Regions from separate parts of the Gossypium arboreum genome. Here region 1 is linked to region 2. Evidence: chromatin contacts called from public Hi-C data. All regions are on one chromosome and are shown on one strand. Each heading gives the region's core, a stretch centred on a gene start, on an enhancer-like site or on the middle of the called end of the contact. The rest is flanking DNA. Distances are from core to core; before and after follow the strand shown. Region 1 overlaps LOC108463922 (5'-3' exoribonuclease 4-like). Region 2 holds the start of LOC108470126 (probable transcription factor At3g04930).

Evidence for each region. A called contact is a pair of places that touch in the nucleus more often than the background predicts.
Region 1: a contact with region 2 is called in a Hi-C map of leaf, with 2.8 times the contacts expected there. The contact joins the enhancer-like site here to the promoter of LOC108470126 in region 2. A contact is called at or near these places in 2 of 5 Hi-C or Micro-C datasets (both in leaf).

What each region holds. Positions count from the first base shown.
Region 1 is chr13:86,745,714-86,749,410 of ASM2569848v2, forward strand. It overlaps LOC108463922 (5'-3' exoribonuclease 4-like), which reads right to left. Exons shown (of 23, transcript XR_008277571.1): 17 at 3,582-3,656; 18 at 3,326-3,468; 19 at 3,117-3,221; 20 at 2,957-3,032; 21 at 2,403-2,485; 22 at 1,548-2,272; 23 at 724-1,068. Among protein-coding and RNA genes, the nearest start is that of LOC128287616, 7.1 kb to the left of the region's middle. Within about 2 kb of position 1,643, at least 1 of the 2 cell types and tissues checked has an H3K27ac peak or open chromatin away from gene starts, as enhancers often do. A contact at or near this core is called in leaf, where this site is marked.
Region 2 is chr13:85,878,187-85,881,790 of ASM2569848v2, forward strand. It overlaps LOC108470126 (probable transcription factor At3g04930), which reads left to right and starts at 1,357. Exons shown (of 1, transcript XM_017771354.2): 1 at 1,357-3,194. The coding sequence starts at 1,529. The coding sequence ends at 2,818.

The DNA.
Region 1 (3,697 bases), core at 393-2,892, 870 kb after region 2:
ATTTTTATAAATTTTAATTCATCATGCACATTTTATTTATAATATATTTATATAAGTTGATGTCACAAGTTAACTAGACATTAACTTAAAATTAATAACACCACAATGATAAACGATTTAATTTAATTTTTAATTTTAATTTATACATATAAATATATTATTATTAATTAATTTTAAACCATACATTTTATTATTTATTAAATGTTTAAACACACATTATATTCTAAATTTATAGTTCACATACGTACACTATAACAAAATTTCTAATGTGTATTAGTTATTTTACCATTAATATGTATACTTATATATTATCTTATATTAAATTAATCAAGAGTTCTTGATAAGGTACACCTGAATCTAAATCACCATACATCCAAGATACATTGCATTATCACCATACATCCAAGATACATATGCATTATCACCATACATCCAAGATACATATACAATGCAATGTGTACATACATAGCATGTACTTTCAAAATTTGTCGGCGTTAAAAACATCATAAACACGTTTGCACCAGGAATCGGAATCCATTTAACCCTTTCTACTTGAAAATGAACGTATTAATTTCTATATTTAAATTAAAGAACAAACCAATAATTACATTTCTATTATTACTAATCATGTTATCAACATAAAGTACATATTACACAAAATATATATAACAGTCTGATTCCTCGATCAATCATGCCAATTTTTAATGATAAGAATAAAGAAAATTTTTAGTTAAAACATCAATTTACTTGTTGATAAAGACTAATTTGTCATTTTTTAATAAAAAATACAATCTAACTCCGAGATCAATCATAAGATGTAAAAGATGTAATTTACATCTTACATTATACACCTTTCCAAATGAAGTTAACTAAAGGATTCTCAAATCTAATCTAATCTAATCTAATAGTTATTAAAAAAGGGGGAGCACATCTATATGTATATTAGGTACATACATGCATATTAATTATTTCCCAACAGGCAAACTGGTAACCTTAAAATTGAAGAACATTCCAACTTTATTTTCTCAGCTGAGTCACTGAAAACACAATAGGCAGCTTTGCTGATTCCTGTAAATTAAGAAACACTATCAACCTAAGCCAACAATCTAATACATCATAAAACTTGTACATTTAAAAGAAATAGCTTAAGCATCTCTCACTTCAAATGGCATCCATCTCTACAACCTGAACCAATAAAAACCCAACAACACAACTAAACTGTGTTTCGAGAAACCTAAAAGGGTAGACCATGATACATCCACTACAGACTCTGCTTATGTTTTTTAAAAGAAATTACTCAGACCGTTTGAAATTTGCAATGTTCCCGCAATCTTCTTGTAAATCAACACTACAGCTTCAGCCATATCATATGAAACTGACATGGCACGTTCATTCAAAGATTTGTATATAGAAATTAACAGATGGTGTGACATTGGAATATTCAAACAGTTTTTAGTGGTTAGTTCCCTAACCTGAGAGATCAGTGGCAACGTTGTGACTATCCAAGTCAAGAACTTAAATTTACCAAGACTTCCAATAGGACATGCCTGTGTCAAAAAACGGGTAGCTCCATCTTAAACCGCAATCACTAGTTTACAGGACTCCTCCATGAGTCTTAGTCTGCTCAACCTTCTTCATCTGCCTCTCGTATTGATCCGTTTTCTAGTTATAAGTTCCAGCATTTATGTTCTCTGGCATATTGATCCACTTGGTAGGAATGGGAGGACTGATGGTATTCTGCTCAGACCGGTGGTCTAAATTTCGCAAGTATCCAGGATTTGGCATCCTTGAAGACATCTCTACGTGTATTGCATCTCTGCCACTTCCCTCAAATGACAAAGCAGACATTCCAGTTCTCAAATCATGATAACGTTCCTGGTGATTCAATCTATCCTGTGCCGGGAAGTTGTTTCTGTTAACTTGCATACTATTTGATGACAGATGTCTTGGGTTAGCCATTACACCATGCAGATGATTATATTGACCATAATAATTAGGGCCATCACTATATCCCCTTCCACCTGATGGTCCAGCTGCACGTGGTCGACTACTATAAGAAAGACTTGGGTCATCAAAAAAGCCCCTTTCAAAACCTGATGGTCTAGCAGGCCTTTGTTTAATGATTGTGTAGTTGCTTGAGACATTAAAAGACGGTGGTTGTTCAAATAACCCTGAGGATGAGCCATTTGGTTTGATATTAAGTGTGTTCTTGACAAGACGATGAGCTGCCTCTCCTAGCTGAGGACCAACAATTGCTCCAGGTAGTCGTGAACTGTCAAACAAATAGAATAATGATCATTTCAATAATCATCTGCAATTTTGGATTTGAATAAATCATGAAACCATTCGGAACAGCAAAGACACTAGAATTAATGGTAAATTTTAAAATAATGCATTCTCACCGATCTCTGCCTTGCTGACGGCGCCCACCATTATCTTCATGCCATAATACAGGAAAAGGTTTAATGTCTAGAGGAGTTAGAATCTGCAAGAGCAATATATATGTGTTAAAATGTGAACTCTGTTAATAGAACCAGTAAGACTTCCATAATGTTTATCAAAACAAAAGAAAACACTACTAAAAATAATTTAAGGTAGCATTTGAGAACTAGGATTTTGAGATTTGATTTTGTATTTTAAATAGTGTAAATTGAATAGTAAACTATTTAGAAATGTAAAATTCATGACAATTTCTCAAATCCATGGATTTGCTAGAGGCCTATTTATTAATGAAATAGTATTCTTTTAACTACTTTTGTATTTGGCAAATCCATGTTTTTAAACTTTTAACTAATTTGTTCTTGATATATGCATTTCATTCTTACCACTTCATAATAAATGAAATCCAAATTTTCAAATTCAAATTCCCAAATGGAGCATAAGAGGAATCTCGTGCATCCTTGAGTTCCCTAATCATAATAAACTGAAGTCAACCCATATATCAGAAATTATATACCTTTTTGGGTGTTACAACACCCTGTGGAAGTTCTGGAATGTGTTTATGATATGAAGGATTCATGTATGTAACATTTCTGCAAGGAAAAATGCATCAAATGAATTACTAGGATCAATAGGGTTCTCAAGAAAAAATGGCAATAGAACTATGGAAGACTTACAAAATTTGGTTAGATTCTATGCGTGGCAACTCCTTAACAGGGGAAGAGACTACAACTTGCCAACCATTCCTTTCACATAACCAAAGAAATCCGTTCATTCCACCACTGTGAAGGCAAATAATGAATGAGGATGGTAAACCTAACAGATTTCAGTCAAGTTACTTGATATGTGAATGCTCAATTAGTGAAGGACAGTGAGATTAACAAACCTAGCATTTGTGTCAATTGGCCATAAATTTTTTTTGTGAGGGGAGAACTGATAGTAATATGAAAGAACTTGTGAAGCCAAAGGATGAAGAGGATGAACATATAGCAGATCAAGCATCACACTGTTCCGAAACTGCTCTTCTGCCTGCAAATATTAAGGGTTAGCATAAGGGACAAACTAAAAGCATTTTAAAACAATAGCAATTTAACATTATCATTCAGAAATTAAGCACACTAGCCTGAACTGACAATACAGACCGTTAAAGTAGCTTCAAGCTTTCTTGTTGCAGAAAGCAACTTCCACTCATCGATGAAAGGCAACTTCACAACACCCTGTGTCCAAAAAACAGAGGTCAGTTCCCATAATCTTCATT
Region 2 (3,604 bases), core at 107-2,606:
TTTGACTTTAAAGTTCATATTGAGCCTCTAAATTTAGTCTTTCAAGGCCCATCATACATTAACATTTGATTATTATTATTATTTGGCCAATGGGGCGAATGTTATAAAATGTGGACACCAAACCTAGATCCATCCCTGTCCTCAGTTAAGGTAGAAAGCCATTGAATAAAGAATCTGGAAGACTGCTTGATGCTGTAGGTTTAGATGGAGAGAAAAAAAGGAAGGAGATGAAGAGATTTTTGTGCCTTGATTTTTTCTTCAGCTGTTGAGATAAACTTATATATGGGAGACATGGAAGTCCACGCGTCTTGAGTTTTACTGATAGTAGAGTTATACCTTATTCCCTTATAGTGTTGATGATATAATGTCCTAAGATAGTTTTTTTAGAATACTTAAGTGATCAATGAATCTGATACCCCATGTGTGCCTAATGAGGGTTATCTAATGATGGTTTGTCAGCTGATTGTGGTCCAAGTTGGCTTGGTTTGCCTAGTTAGAGCTTCGCCTAGAATAGATATATTAGCATATAGTTGACCTATTGATGACACATGGAGGGATACATGGAGCAACTATAACAAAATTGACTAAAAGTGAAGCTAATTTTCTTTGCATAATAAAGTTTATTAGGGAGTCTGCTTGACTCAATAAGTCTAATTTGGGTTTGGACAAATTTTTAAAATTTTGAGTTGATTCAATACTATCTGAATTTAAATTAAATAATTTTTGAAGTATATTTAAATTTTAATTATAAAATTTAAAATTTATAAATTAATTATTAAACTATAATTTTATTTTTAAAATGAAATGAATAAATTGACAAATCCGAGAAGGTTTTTTAAAATCGAGCTTGAGCGCACCTATTATTTTATGAATTTGTAAAATAAATATATTGCATTATTAAATTAAAAATTAATTTGAAAAGTCTTGCATTGTTTTGATAAAATAAACAAAGGAATTACATAAAGTAGATCATAAGCAAATTATCAAAGGAAATATCATCCTTCAAGATCTCTTCAATCTCTAGAGAGGGAACCTCGAAAATGTTCAAATATTCATCATTTGATAGAGCCATTTATGCCAAAGCATCAGTTAGCTGATTGGCCTCTCTGGGAACATAAATCAATGACCAATTCTTTTCCAAAGTTCAAATTTGTTGAATCCTCATTATCAAAGAATTTTTTAGACCACCAAACTTACTATCACTCATAGAAATTTTAATATTATGTATATTAATTAATTTTTAAAAGGGATTACAAAATAAAAATATTTTAAAACGTATACTCATGCGCACGTGATACCGAAAACTAATTATCCCAACTATAAATAAAATGAAATGGGTTTGATTTAGCCCATTCTAAATCTATTTTTACTGAACACGTACACGCGCCAAAGAAGCGCGTTGACATGGGGTATGAACCCCACACGGGCCTAACTCTAACCAAACTAACCTCTTTCCTTTCACCAAGTCCAACACGCTTTTTTAATCAACAAAATCCTCGTGAACCTCTTTCGTTTTTTACTCTCTCTCATGGCTTCCGAGCAGTACGGTGCCGTTTTTGAGGAATCTCAGGACGACGACGAGGAACCCTCTTCCTCCGGTAACGACGACGTGCTCAACGGTAACGACGAAGAGGACGAGGAGTTGTTAGAAGAAGAAGAGGAAGAAGATTTTAATTCCCCCTCTTTACTACCTCAACCGATTGCCGCAGTCGTACCCTCCGCCTCAATCCCCGCCGTTCCTCTTGCCGTTCCTTCATCCACCGTCGTGACCGTCGCTTCTGTTCCTCTCAGGGGTTCGACTCCCGACTCTAAACGCCAACGGATTGATTCCGCCGTCTCCGAGAAAAAACCTCCTCCGCCGCAACAATTCGACGAATCGCGGCGGTTATTTCAACGTTTATGGACTGATGAAGACGAGATCGAGCTTCTCAAAGGATTTCTCGATTACACGACTTCGAAAACCAACTCTAATTCTTCTCACCATCACCATCACGATACGGCGTTGTTTTACGATCTAATCAAATCGAAACTCCAGCTCGATTTCAACAAGAATCAGTTAGTCGAGAAGCTTCGGAGATTGAAGAAGAAATATAGGAACGTGATGAATAAGATCAATTCAGGTAAAGAATTTTCCTTCAAAAGCCCTCATGATCAAGCTACTTTTGAAATTTCTAGAAAGATCTGGAGTAGTAGTGTTGGCAAAGTAGAAGATAATGTTTTAGATTATGATGAAAATAATATTACTCCTACTCCTACTCCTACTCCTACTACTACTAACATCAATTTTCTCGATGAATGTGGGGAGAAAAAGAATCTTACTCCAAAATCCGCAGCCAATAAGAGAAGGTCAAAGAGTAAAGGGGGGAAACTGGAAGAGAAAAGAGTTTTAAATGATGGGTTTGTGATTTCTAACAATAATTTTAATAATAGGAGTGATCATGACCAGGGTAATGTGGAAGGACTGGGTGGTGGTGGCGGCGGCAGTGGTGCTGGAGGAGAAAGAGGAAACCTGACAGCAGTAGTAGAGGAGACGGTGAAGAGTTGTTTAACACCCGTGTTTAAGGAGTTGTTAGGTAGTTTAATTGGAGGAGGGGGAGGAGGGGGAAGAGGGATTAGTGGAATGGCTATGAATGCCATGCCATTGAGTTTTGGCGGAACTTCGAATTTTGGCAGCGGTGGTGGTGGTAATGTGGAGTTCATGGATGAGAGGTGGAGGAAGCAGCAAATATTGGAGTTGGAAGTTTATTCTAAGCGGTTGGAGTTGGTGCAAGATCAGATTAAGGTGGCTCTGGAGGAGCTTCGGTCAATTGGAGGGTGATTTCTGAGTATGGGTGCTTATTAGTTATTTCTGTGAAAGGTTTCTTATCTTTTCATTGATGGATCAGCTGATAGTGTAGGGGAGTAACTGGTTTTTCTTAGTTTGGTTTTGGGTTTTCTTTCTTCTTTGCTTATTTGATAGAAATGAACAGTTATTGGAATAATGATTTATAATTATTTAGTCTTTGAATCAATAGTTTGTTCTAGTTGTTCTCATTTGTGTATATATGTTTTTTATACATGGGTTGGGATGACTTGCTTAGAAATAAAAGACAGATGTTATGGTTCATTTAATGCAAATGTGCAAGATCTAACATTGTAGAATTTGTTGAACGGATTCAACAACAGTTTACTATTTTACTACATTGTTTTAAAAAGTTATATTTGAGTTGAAATTCAATTTATCAGATAGCTTGTTGTGATATGTTGGTGGTGGTGTGAAGATCTACATTGTTCCGATTCTTTATTTTCCTTAAGAGCATCCATTTCTGACACATATTTGGACGAATAGGAGTTTGATTTTCCAAGTGTACAGAAAGACGCAAAAGATTCAAGTCATACATTTATCTGACACTCACCCTTGAGTCCAAGCAGCATAGGTTGAAACTTATGGGATGGAAGGGAAACTAGGACTGGGATAATCTTATTTTCATACCTGCCAGTCTATTCTTTATAACTTCAAAACTAATTATCTATGATGATTTGCTTCTAATGAGAATGGTTTGTGATTTATTAGTATCATTTCTTATGCTTTCTATCGTCTAGTATTTCTTGCAAACTTGTTTTA